Linked DNA regions of Mus musculus: region 2 is linked to region 1. A link is a contact called in public HiChIP or PLAC-seq data. All regions are on one chromosome and are shown on one strand. Each heading gives the region's core, a stretch centred on a gene start, on an enhancer-like site or on the middle of the called end of the contact. The rest is flanking DNA. Distances are from core to core; before and after follow the strand shown.

What was found. HiChIP or PLAC-seq counts read pairs in DNA pulled down with a chosen protein or histone mark.
Region 2: a FOXA1 HiChIP or PLAC-seq map of pancreatic cancer cells shows a contact between it and region 1. The contact joins two enhancer-like sites. A contact is called at or near these places in 11 of 39 promoter capture datasets (the HPC-7 cell line, HPC-7-derived erythroid cells, cranial neural crest and 7 more), 3 of 484 Hi-C or Micro-C datasets (the MC3T3-E1 cell line, cochlea and embryonic fibroblasts) and 2 of 115 datasets of contacts at active chromatin or transcription factors (a beta-TC-6 cell line and pancreatic cancer cells).

What each region holds. Positions count from the first base shown.
Region 1 is chr1:183,761,402-183,766,538 of GRCm38.p6, forward strand. All of the region lies in intron 1 of Gm34068 (predicted gene, 34068), which reads left to right. Among named protein-coding and RNA genes, the nearest start is that of Gm34068, 15 kb to the left of the region's middle. Within about 2 kb of position 3,195, at least 26 of the 459 cell types and tissues checked have an H3K27ac peak or open chromatin away from gene starts, as enhancers often do. A contact at or near this core is called in pancreatic cancer cells, where this site is marked.
Region 2 is chr1:184,013,636-184,018,773 of GRCm38.p6, forward strand. Gm39725 (a long non-coding RNA gene) reads left to right here. Exons shown (of 3, transcript XR_865814.1): 2 at 1-99. Among named protein-coding and RNA genes, the nearest start is that of Gm39725, 2.9 kb to the left of the region's middle. Within about 2 kb of position 2,961, at least 52 of the 459 cell types and tissues checked have an H3K27ac peak or open chromatin away from gene starts, as enhancers often do. A contact at or near this core is called in pancreatic cancer cells, where this site is marked.

The DNA of each region.
Region 1 (5,137 bases), core at 1,945-4,444:
CAAGGATATTAAAGACATAATTTTTCCTATGTCATAAATCTGCTATGGGTATGGGCTGCTCATAGATCATAGAACTTGCCATGCAGGGTTCATGTTCCATTACCCACTCTAATGGAGGAAAGCCGAACAGTGAAACTCATAACAATGTTCGGCTCTGAAAGGAACATGCAATTGGATCTGAAGAGAAGGTTGGTCTTCTTGTCCCATGGGTGGCTTACCTGCTTTCTCGGGAGTGTTGAGAACACACCCATGACAAAGCATCTTGTTAGGAATCAAGAGAAACCATGGGCCAAGTTCAATCCCCTTTGTGTGCTTGAGTGTAGGGTTACTGCGGGGTAGTTAGCTCCCCATGAGAACGTTGGCAGTCTCACTCAAGAATCAGTTCTAAGTTTGAGGTGGTGACTCAGTGGGTGATGTATTTGCTGTACAAACATGGGGGTGTGAATTCATATTCCCAGCATCCATGGAGAAGCTGAAGCTTGGCATGGTGGCACATGTCTGCAAATGAACTGGGGAGGGGACAGGCAGATCCTGTGGCTCAGGTTCAATGAGAGGCCATGTCTCAAGAAAATAAGATGGAAAAAATTAGAAGAAACCATGTAAGCTGACTTCTGTCCTCCATATGTGAAATTATGAACACACACACACACAAACACTCACAGACACACATATGCACAGGCACACACAGGCATGCACACATGTACACAACACAAATTCCTTTTTTTTTTTGAGACAGGGTTTCTCTGTGTAGCCCTGGCTGTCCTGGAACTCACTCTGTAGACCAGGCTGGCCTTGAACTCAGAAATCCGCCTGCCTCTGCCTCCCAAGTGCTGGGATTAAAGGCATGCACCACCACTGCCAGGCCACACATGAGTTCTAATGAAAGGTTTGAAATAAATCTTGTCTTAGAAATAAAAACGTCTTTTTCTAAGAAAAACATATTTAATTCATTTGTAGGGTTTAGAGGTTCTCTCCCCTACCCCCAACCCTGTGTGTGTGTGTGCACGCGCACACACGCACACGCGCACAGGTGTACAGCTTCAGTTGCTGCTGACTATAAGAGAAATCAATATCTGGCCACTGGCAGTTGTGGACTGTTACAGCTTGGTGACAGCTGATATATTGGTACTTGGCAATGAGAAGAAAGGCTGGTATGCATGCTATCAATTTTTAGAGCTTATTTTATCTATGCCAATACCAGTGACCCAACATTCCATTTATCATTCTTGCTCGTGGAAGAAACAGTTGATAAAGGACAATAACTTTTAGCCTATATAATTCATATACTTTTCCATGTACCAGTTGTGGGATAGAGAAATAGAAATATAAAGTTCTCTTGGAGGTTGGGTGTATGGGACATACTTGGCGATGCATTTCTGTTGGAAGAGGACTTGCCTACCATACACAAAGCCACAGGTCCAGTCCCTAAGCAGTGCATAAACTGGGTGTGGGCCCACACTTGTAATCCTAGCACTTGGGGGACAGAGGCAGAAAGACCAGAAGATCAGGGTTATTCTTCAGCTACACAGTGAGCTTGAGAGACATTGCCCAGCTTGACATACAGGAGATTGTTTCCAAAGGAAAGAAATCCTTTAGTTCCGAGGCCTGAGCTCCCAAAAGCCTAAGCAGTGAGTGGCTTCAGCTTTTCCTTCCGTGTGTGGCATCTACTTGTTCATGTTTGCCTGCCTTCAACACCACTTCTGGGCTGTATTACCTCACCAAGAGATGAATGCACCGCTATCTTTCTTGGTAATGAGAATAATCTTGATATCTAGTACCCCAAAGCAGGGTGCTGTTCACACTTGGCTGAGGGTTGCTTCTACCTTATTCTAATCCACAGAGATCCCTGTGATACTAGAAACCAAGGCTTGGAGTGGCTGAGCCATGACCCTGAACCTCCCCAGATTAAGTAAGGGTGACCCTTTGTTTGCTCTGTCTCCAAACAAAGCCCACTTGCTGCAAAGACGCACAGGCACACCCAGTGCGTTGTGCTTTTAGTATCTCCTTGTTCTGATATAATGTATGCATAACAGCCAGAAAGATCACCCCACTGACCCTCTCTTTCCTGGGAGACCTCCTGACAGACCCACCCCAAACACTTTGACCGTTTACTTCTAAAAACCCTGAGAACTCAGCTACATGCTAAACTAGCCCAGATCACAGGTTTCTCTCTGCATCAAGTGCCATCTTCTTTAATGCACAGCAAGCATGTGATCAGTTACTTGCCCTATCTATTTTCATGGACATCTATGTGGTTTTTTGTTCCCGAGGTAATAGGTCTTAACATCAAGAAGAAAACTGCTAGGCAGAAAAACCAGGCAAGTGGTGACGCCTAAAGATGTTGTCTCTTCCTTTACCTTTGAGATAACAAATGAACTCATTCTTCAAGGCTTATCTCAAATTACACAACTCTTTTCATATCATCTATCTAGCTATGTTCTATCAACCATCCATATATGTATCTATAATCTTATCTATCTATCTATCTATCTATCTATCTATCTACCCATCCATCCATCCATCCATCCATCCATCCATCCATCCATCTATCTACCCATATTTCTATCATCAATCAGTTAATCATCTATTGGTAGTAGCTAAGCCTCTTCTAGGAGTGGTGTGGGAGTGTAATGCAGACAGCTGTCCTTATGGCAAGGCCTGAGGAGTTGGGTTCCCACATGGCAAGGACCTGTGGGGAAGATTGTGCAGAATCTCCTGGCCTTTCCTGAGGGAATGCTGGGATCGCTTTTGCCTTGCATTTGGGTTTTTGGCTTTGCTATTAGAAGATTTTACTTTCACTCTGTCTGTGACAGACATTTTCCCAGGATCAGAAAAAGAAAGCTGGGGCCGTCATTTATTCTTGTTTGTCTTCGAGAATCATGGGAGTGGAACAAAGCACTGCCCCTCTGTTTGTTAATGGTGGTGATGTGGTTATGTCAACATGAGGGGCCCGGTCCGGGTACGTCAGCTAATGCCCAGATGTTCTCATTTGCCCACCAACCTGTTCCAAACAACAGCTCGATGATTATCAAGAGGTTAGAGAGGTCTTGCTGGATCATTGGTTCCAAGACTTAATAGGAACATTTGGCAGTGAGCCAAGCAACGATGAGGAACTGACTCAGGTTACTAAGCTGCAGAGAGCCCTGGGCGTGACAGGAATTAGATCTCCTGATTAGGATATGGAGAGATACTAGGCACCAATGATTAAATCAGTATTTCCTGGGTACGTAGTCCATCACCTCTCTGTACTGTAACCACAGTTGATACCAGCACGGTCACTTGGTTATGGACCAGTGTGCTGGGTTATATATTAACTGCTTCTTAAAGCTGTGTTTCCTCTTACTTGATACAGTTCATGGGTTAGCAGGAGACTGAGGGAACTGGGGAGGAGGAGAAGGAAAAGGGAGGGAAAATTGCAGTGTGCACATTATTGTTGTTAAACGTAGGATGTTCTTCAAAGAGATTGTACGTGAGAAAATGAGAAAATGAATGTAAAACCTTTCCAGCTGTGAAAAAAAAATCAATGTATAAATAAAGGTGGCCTGAGTTGTCTCAGTGTCAGTGTGTGAACTGCACCTCTTGGTTTAAGGCTGCTTTTGACTATTCTACACATCTTCCTTCTGAACCCCACTGAAGCTGGACTCTAGAAATCTATCATTTATCTATCTGATCTTTGGCCTATCTTCTCTATCTCTATTGTTATTTATATGTCGTTTATTCACCCATCTGTGGTTGTCTGTTTTCCATCCATCTCTTTTCCTCCTTTCCTTCCTTCTACTCCTTCTTCATCATCTGTCATTATGTGAGTAGCTTTCTTATTTTCCTTTTAAAAATGTTATGTCCATAGGTGCTTTGCTAGCATCTGTGCATGTACACCATGTGTGTACAGCGTCTGTGGTATCTGAAGAAGTTGTTGCATCCCCTGGGTCTGAAATGTCAGATGGTTGTGAGCTATCACGTAGGTGCTGGAAACTTAGCCCATGTCTTTTGCAGGAGCAGCAAGTATCCTTAACTGCTGAGCCATCATCTTTCCAGCCCCAGTTTTCTGATTTCTTTAGACAAACACAATCTATTTTGTGGATTTTTTTTTTGGTTACTTGTTCCAATTATTTTGTTTTGCATCTTGTTCCTTAATAACCTTTTAATCCTTTGTCAATGATAACAAAGAATTTTACAAATAGGAGATACTACTTACATATCTGTTGAAGTTCAATGAAATTAATTAGTGTGAAGGCACTCCAGGGCAACAGAAATCCTTTAAACAGTGTGATTACTATAGTGTTTATTTTCTGTTAATTAAAAAGACAAGCACCCAGGAAACCTTTTTTTTTTTCCAAAAAAAAAAAAAAAAAAGCTACTTTGTGTGCCATGAACAATTTCACTCAACATTTACATTCTTTTGTTTGCACCTGTATTCCTTTGCTAATGTTTTCAGTGTAGAGCCCTGACTGCTCTTTGAGCTTGGCTTACTGATTTGGATCCCTGGTTTTTCTTATTGCATTACTCAGTCTCATAATGAATAATTTACCATTTACAATTTGAGCTTCTTTGGTGTGGAAGGAAAACTTAAAAAACATCCGAGATGCAATTTGAGGACAGTGCTTCTATTCAAGAGTTTCTCTGGTGCTTAAGAATTGTCTCAAGGAGCTGGAGAGATGGCTCGGAGGTTGAGTGTTTGCTACTCTTGTGGAGGGCTACGTTTGGTTCCTAGCATCCATGTTTTGGTGGCATATAATCTAGCTCCAGGGAATCTGATGCCCTCATCTGGCTTCTACACACACCTACAGTCATGTCACACACACACACACACACACACACACACAGAGAGAGAGAGAGAGAGAGACAGAGAGACAGAGAGACAGAGAGACAGAGAGACAGAGAGAGACACACACAGAGAGAGACACAGAGAGACAGAGAGAGACAGAGAGAGGGAGGGAGAGATGAAGAGGAAAGAGAGAGAGAGAATGAAAGAAAAAAATTCTTAAAATCTATAACTCTTCACTATTATATTACCACTATAGTATGATGTTATATATGTTTTATATATGAAATTAGGAGCTTCCATAGCAGTGGGTTTCCATATGACTTTCCAAAGATCTTTTAGTTCTGCTCATCCCTCCTTGGATTCCTTCCTCTC
Region 2 (5,138 bases), core at 1,711-4,210, 250 kb after region 1:
AGACAGACGTCTGGGCACGTCTGTGAGGAAGTTTCTAGACTGTTTTGACCAACCTTAACTGTGGGCAGCATCACGTCCGTGGCTGAGGTCCTGGAGAAGGTGAGTGGCACACCAGCGTTCATCTCGTTGCTTCTTGACTGAGAATGTAGCATGAGCAGCTGCCTCATGCTGCTGCTCTGACTTCCCCACCATGATGGACTGGACCCCCAAATCATAAAACAAGATAATCCCTTCTTTCATGGAGTTGCCTTTTGGCAGGTGTCTTGTCATAGACATGAGAAAAATATCTAATGTAAATCATTGGGACCATGGGAGCTGGTGAGATGGCTCAGCAGTTAAGAGCACTGACTGCTCTTCAGTAGGTCCTGAGTTCAAATCTCAACAACCACATGGTGGCTCACAACCATCTGTAACAAGATCTGATGCCCTCTTCTGGAGCTGTCTGAAGACAGCTACAGTGTACTTACAGATAATAAATAAATAAATCTTAAAAAAAGAAAAAAAAAGTCATCGGGACCAGCATCTTACTGCTACCAAGTAATCTTGCATGGTGTGTAAAAGACAAACAGCCATGGGAGGAAGGAACTTTCTCATTGTGGGCTGAGTGTTTGGAGTTCATCAGAAGGAGGTGGGCAAACCCCAGCTGCCTTGACCGACTGCCTTTGCCAGTCAAATCAGGAAGAGGTGGTTTGCAGCTATGCAGCTGTGTTCTCTTAGGCAAGAGAAGCATCTCTGTAGCCACCAAGTGTGGCAAAGATGAGCCACGGCCAGGAATTCCCTTCCTGAAATAACAATTAAGAACTTTTGCTTTGTTTTGTTTTGATTTTGTTTTGTTTTGTTTTGTTTTGTTGTGTTTTGTTTTGTTTTGTTTTGTTTTGTTTTTGAGATGGGTCTCACTATGAAGCCCTGGCAAGCTTAGAACTTTCAACGTGGATCAGGCTGGCCTGAAACTCATAGAGAGCTGCTGCCTCTTCCTCCTGAGTGCTGGGGTTAACAGTAGACAATCATGCCTAGCAAAAATCCAGTTTTATAGCCATCAGATACTTATAGTGCACCCCTTTGGTCCCAGACTCTCCCGTAAGTGTTGTATCAGGCCTTTGGGGTTGAAGACAATAGACAAACAGCCTTGCCCTTGTGGAAGTTTAAGGTGTGCAAAGTGAATCACTGAGCAAGCAAAAACAAGCCAGATGGTGCCACTCAGAGGGTAAGCCCAGGCAGAGTTCCCTTAAGAATTACTCATGAGGTCGACTGGAATATGCCTCCTTGCCTCACAGTATGAGATATTCATTCTGGGGTCCTTTAAAATACACACCATGGATCCTTGAGTGCATGCAGCTTGGGACCTCAATAATCAAGTGTCTGGTAGAGAGCAAGGTGTTCTACTGGCCTCGTTCTGTGACTGACAACTTCCACAGGCATTTTGATAGTGAGGTTATTTCAAATAGAAATCACACAGCAAGAAACAAAAGCCAGAAATTGGCATCTCTGGCATTAATGTGTAAATAGCCTTTCTCGTGCCCTTGCAAGGTATCTTACTTCCTTAAGTTTCCTTTGCCTTTCTTGGAAAAAGAGCAGGCCATCACTGTAGGCAATTTCCAAGTTCTCTTTCTCTTGACATAGTCATTCTGTTGGGTCTCAGGGAGAAACTACTAGGAGAGGTTGGGTTAGAGATTGGAAGGGGGTTAAGTGCATGACAGTTGCAGGGACAAAGCTGTTAAATCATTCAGGCTTCTTGGCTCTGCAGGGATAATCTCTATATACTGTGTGGAAGTATAACCTGTCAATAACATGCCTATGGCCTATAGGAGAGAGGAGACTAGAAAGCAGGACATCCAGCAAGGAGCAAAGAACTGTGGGAAAGAGTCTAGCATAGGCGATTCCCCACCCAGAGGAAGTTGGATGTACGAAACTCAGGAGAGGTAGCTAGCCATGCGGCAGGCAAAGAATAGTACAAACAGGTTAGTCGAAGTTAGGAGCTAGTTGGGGAGACAGCCTAGCTTATGCCTAGGAATTTAATAAACAATATAGCCTCCGAGTAGTTATTGGGGAACTGGGTCACGGGAGGAAAAACCTGTAGTTACACATCTCTCTCAGGGAGTCCAGACTCCGGCATCATTTATTTCCTGGAGAGCTCATTTGTCCAGTTGCCGTGATCTAGTGACATTAGTGGCCTCTCAACAAGCTGTGAATGAGGAGAAACCACACATACACACACACACACACACACACACACACACACACACGCGCGCGCGGCCTCTGGAAATTATGGTGCTCTTCACAATGGGATTTTCCCGAAGCCTCAGGTTTACATCTGTGAATATCAGCGTTTCAGTTTTTAACCTGTATTTCACCAGTGTCAACAGACGGGATACCTCTTCCCGTTCCTGTTCCTTTTATGCTGATCTACGGGACCCTATGCTCGCTCCCCTGTATATTCTTTGCTCTGTGACCCGCTCTCTCGTTCAGTAATGCTTTTTTTTTTTTTTTTTTTTTTTTTTTTTTTTTTACTCTGTGTAATCTTACACATCAATTCCTAATAAAAGTCTTGAAGACAACTCTATGACTTTGGCTTATATCACCTAAGCTTTGGGGGAGTTTGTTTCGTTTTTTTTTTTTTTTTTTTTAAATTGAAGTGGTAGGACTGGAAGGGTGAGCTTCATGTAGCTATCAGATTTGAAAACCTGAGTTTAGAATATCAAAAACTTCTAAACTGAGGCGTGGGCAGCTGCAGTTAACCCTCCATTTCCAAAAGGGAGGCCGTGGATAATGAGGGCTAGCTCTGAGGTTGAACTCAGATGTTGACAAACTAGGAGAGGTTCTTGTTCTGTGGAATGTGAAAGATCACCTTTTCCCTTGAACTTCCTGCTTTCTTATCTGCAGAATGCAGCTGGGAGAATACACCCAGGCATTGTTGTGAAGATCTAAAGGGCTTTAGTCAGAGTCATCTGTGAGTCTCTCATCTGCTAAACCCTAAGCCAGCTAAAGGCAGGAAATTCTATACCCTCGGATGATACCATATTATACAACTAGCAAGACATCCACCAATCAGACTGCACCTTGGCCTAATCAAAGTAAACACTCTGAAGAGCCAAAGTGGTCCCAGCAGACTATTCATGCCCACAGGCCTCTTCCAAAGGAACCAGTGGGCCTTCTCTCGCACGCACAGATACCTACAGTGAATTTAAAACACTGTTTGATGAACCAGGGAGATGCCTCACTGGGAAAAGTACAAACGGGAGGACCTAAGAACCTGTCTAAGGCTGGACAAAGCATCTGTAGTCTAGACTTTCCCACAGAGAGGTGGAAGATGGAGACAGGAGAACCTCTGGAAGTTCCTTGGCAAATTAGCTTGGCATGTGCTGATCAATGGTACACAACAAAGAGACTCTGTGTTAAGGTGGACCCCAAAGACTGACACTTGGGGGTTTTTTTGGTTTTTTTTTTGTTTTTGTTTTTGTTTTTTGGTTTTTCAAGACAGGGGGTTTCTCTGTGTAGCTCTGGCTGTCCTGGAACTCACTCTGTAGACCAGGCTGGCCTCGAACTCAGAAATCCGCCTGCCTCTGCCTCCAGAGTGCTGGGATTAAAGGCGTGTGCCACCACGCCCGGCTTTGTTTTGTTTTTTGTTTTCTGATTACACACACACACACACACACACACACACACACACACACTCTCTCTCTCACTCATATATCTGCTTTGTAAAGTTTTACTTCATCCACATTTTCAATTACAGAAGCAGTCCCACTGTAGAGTAAGTGTTATCTCCTTTCCCTAAGTTTTCTTGGGGCCATGTGATCCAACCTTGCCCTACTTGACTCCATAGCCAAATACCTTTTATTTTTCAGAGCTCAGTCCCACGTGCTGGTCCCAGAACACTCACAGCCTCTTTTATTTTATTTATTTATTTTTTTTGCCTGAGTTACAGATTCATTAACCCAGACTTTTTAAAAAATGTTATTATTAGAACTTTAATCACCCATGTCCTCCTTTCAAGTTCTTGCTAAAATTAATTTCTGGCAATAATAATTATGTCAGTCAGGGGCCAGCCAAATATACCCGTGGCCCCTGGGCCAAATCAAGATGGGAGTTTCCAGCCATAATCTATTTTTTGGCTCATAATGGTTGTGCCACTTTGCCCACCTGCTCCCTTCTCTCTGTCCCGCAGCAGGTGAAGTATTAGATGGGCCAACTCATCTGCTGTGGCTAGACTCTGTAAATTATATCTTAGTGAACTCAGAGACAACAATGAGATAGTAAATAAATCAGGTCTAAGTCAAGGGCAGACATCAAAATGGCAATGGTTTGGCAGGCATGAGGGGTGCTAATGGTAAAGCTGGAAGAGAGAGAAACCAGGGAAACTTTACAAGGAGCTGACAAGAGTCTATGGAGAATGGGTAGGACTCTTATTTTGAAAGATGTTCTCAGCCACTATTGTTTTCAATGTACTCTAGGAGAGGATTGGAGAACACACAAAATCTGGTTAAAGAAAGGTGAGTCCTTGACAGTATGGCCTGTCTATCATCTTCCTGGCTCCACAATCTCCCCCTATATTCCTGAAGTATACCTCTGTCTATACATTACAGCACAGAACTTAGGATGTAAGACCACCCTGGTGGTTTGAATATGTTTGGCCTAGGGTGGCACTCTTGGGGGCGGGGGGGTGGCCTTGTTGGAGGAAGTGTGTCACTCTGGAGGTGGGCTTGGAGGCCTTCCTCATAGCCACATGGGAGCCAGTCTTCTGTCTGCTTTCAGAAGAAAACCGAACTCTCAACTCCTCCTGAGCCACACCTGCTTAGATGCTACCATACTCCCACATTGATGATAATGGACTAAACCTCTTAACCTGTAAGCCAGCCCCAGTTAAATGTTTCCCTTTATAAGAGTTGCCTTGGTCATGGTGTCTCTTCACAGCAGTGAGACCCTAACTAAGACTACCTTGACTATAGTCAGGCATGACATCAGACAGACTCACTCTTTCTGCCTTAATGTTGTTTATTCAGCCAACAAAAATAATGGCTGTCTACTTTCAAACCATTGTGCTGGGTTAGGGTTATAACTATCCTAAATTTTTAAAAGACTGATTTATTTTTATTGTTTGTGAATAAGTGAGTTTCTGCATGTATGTAGGTGTGCATGTA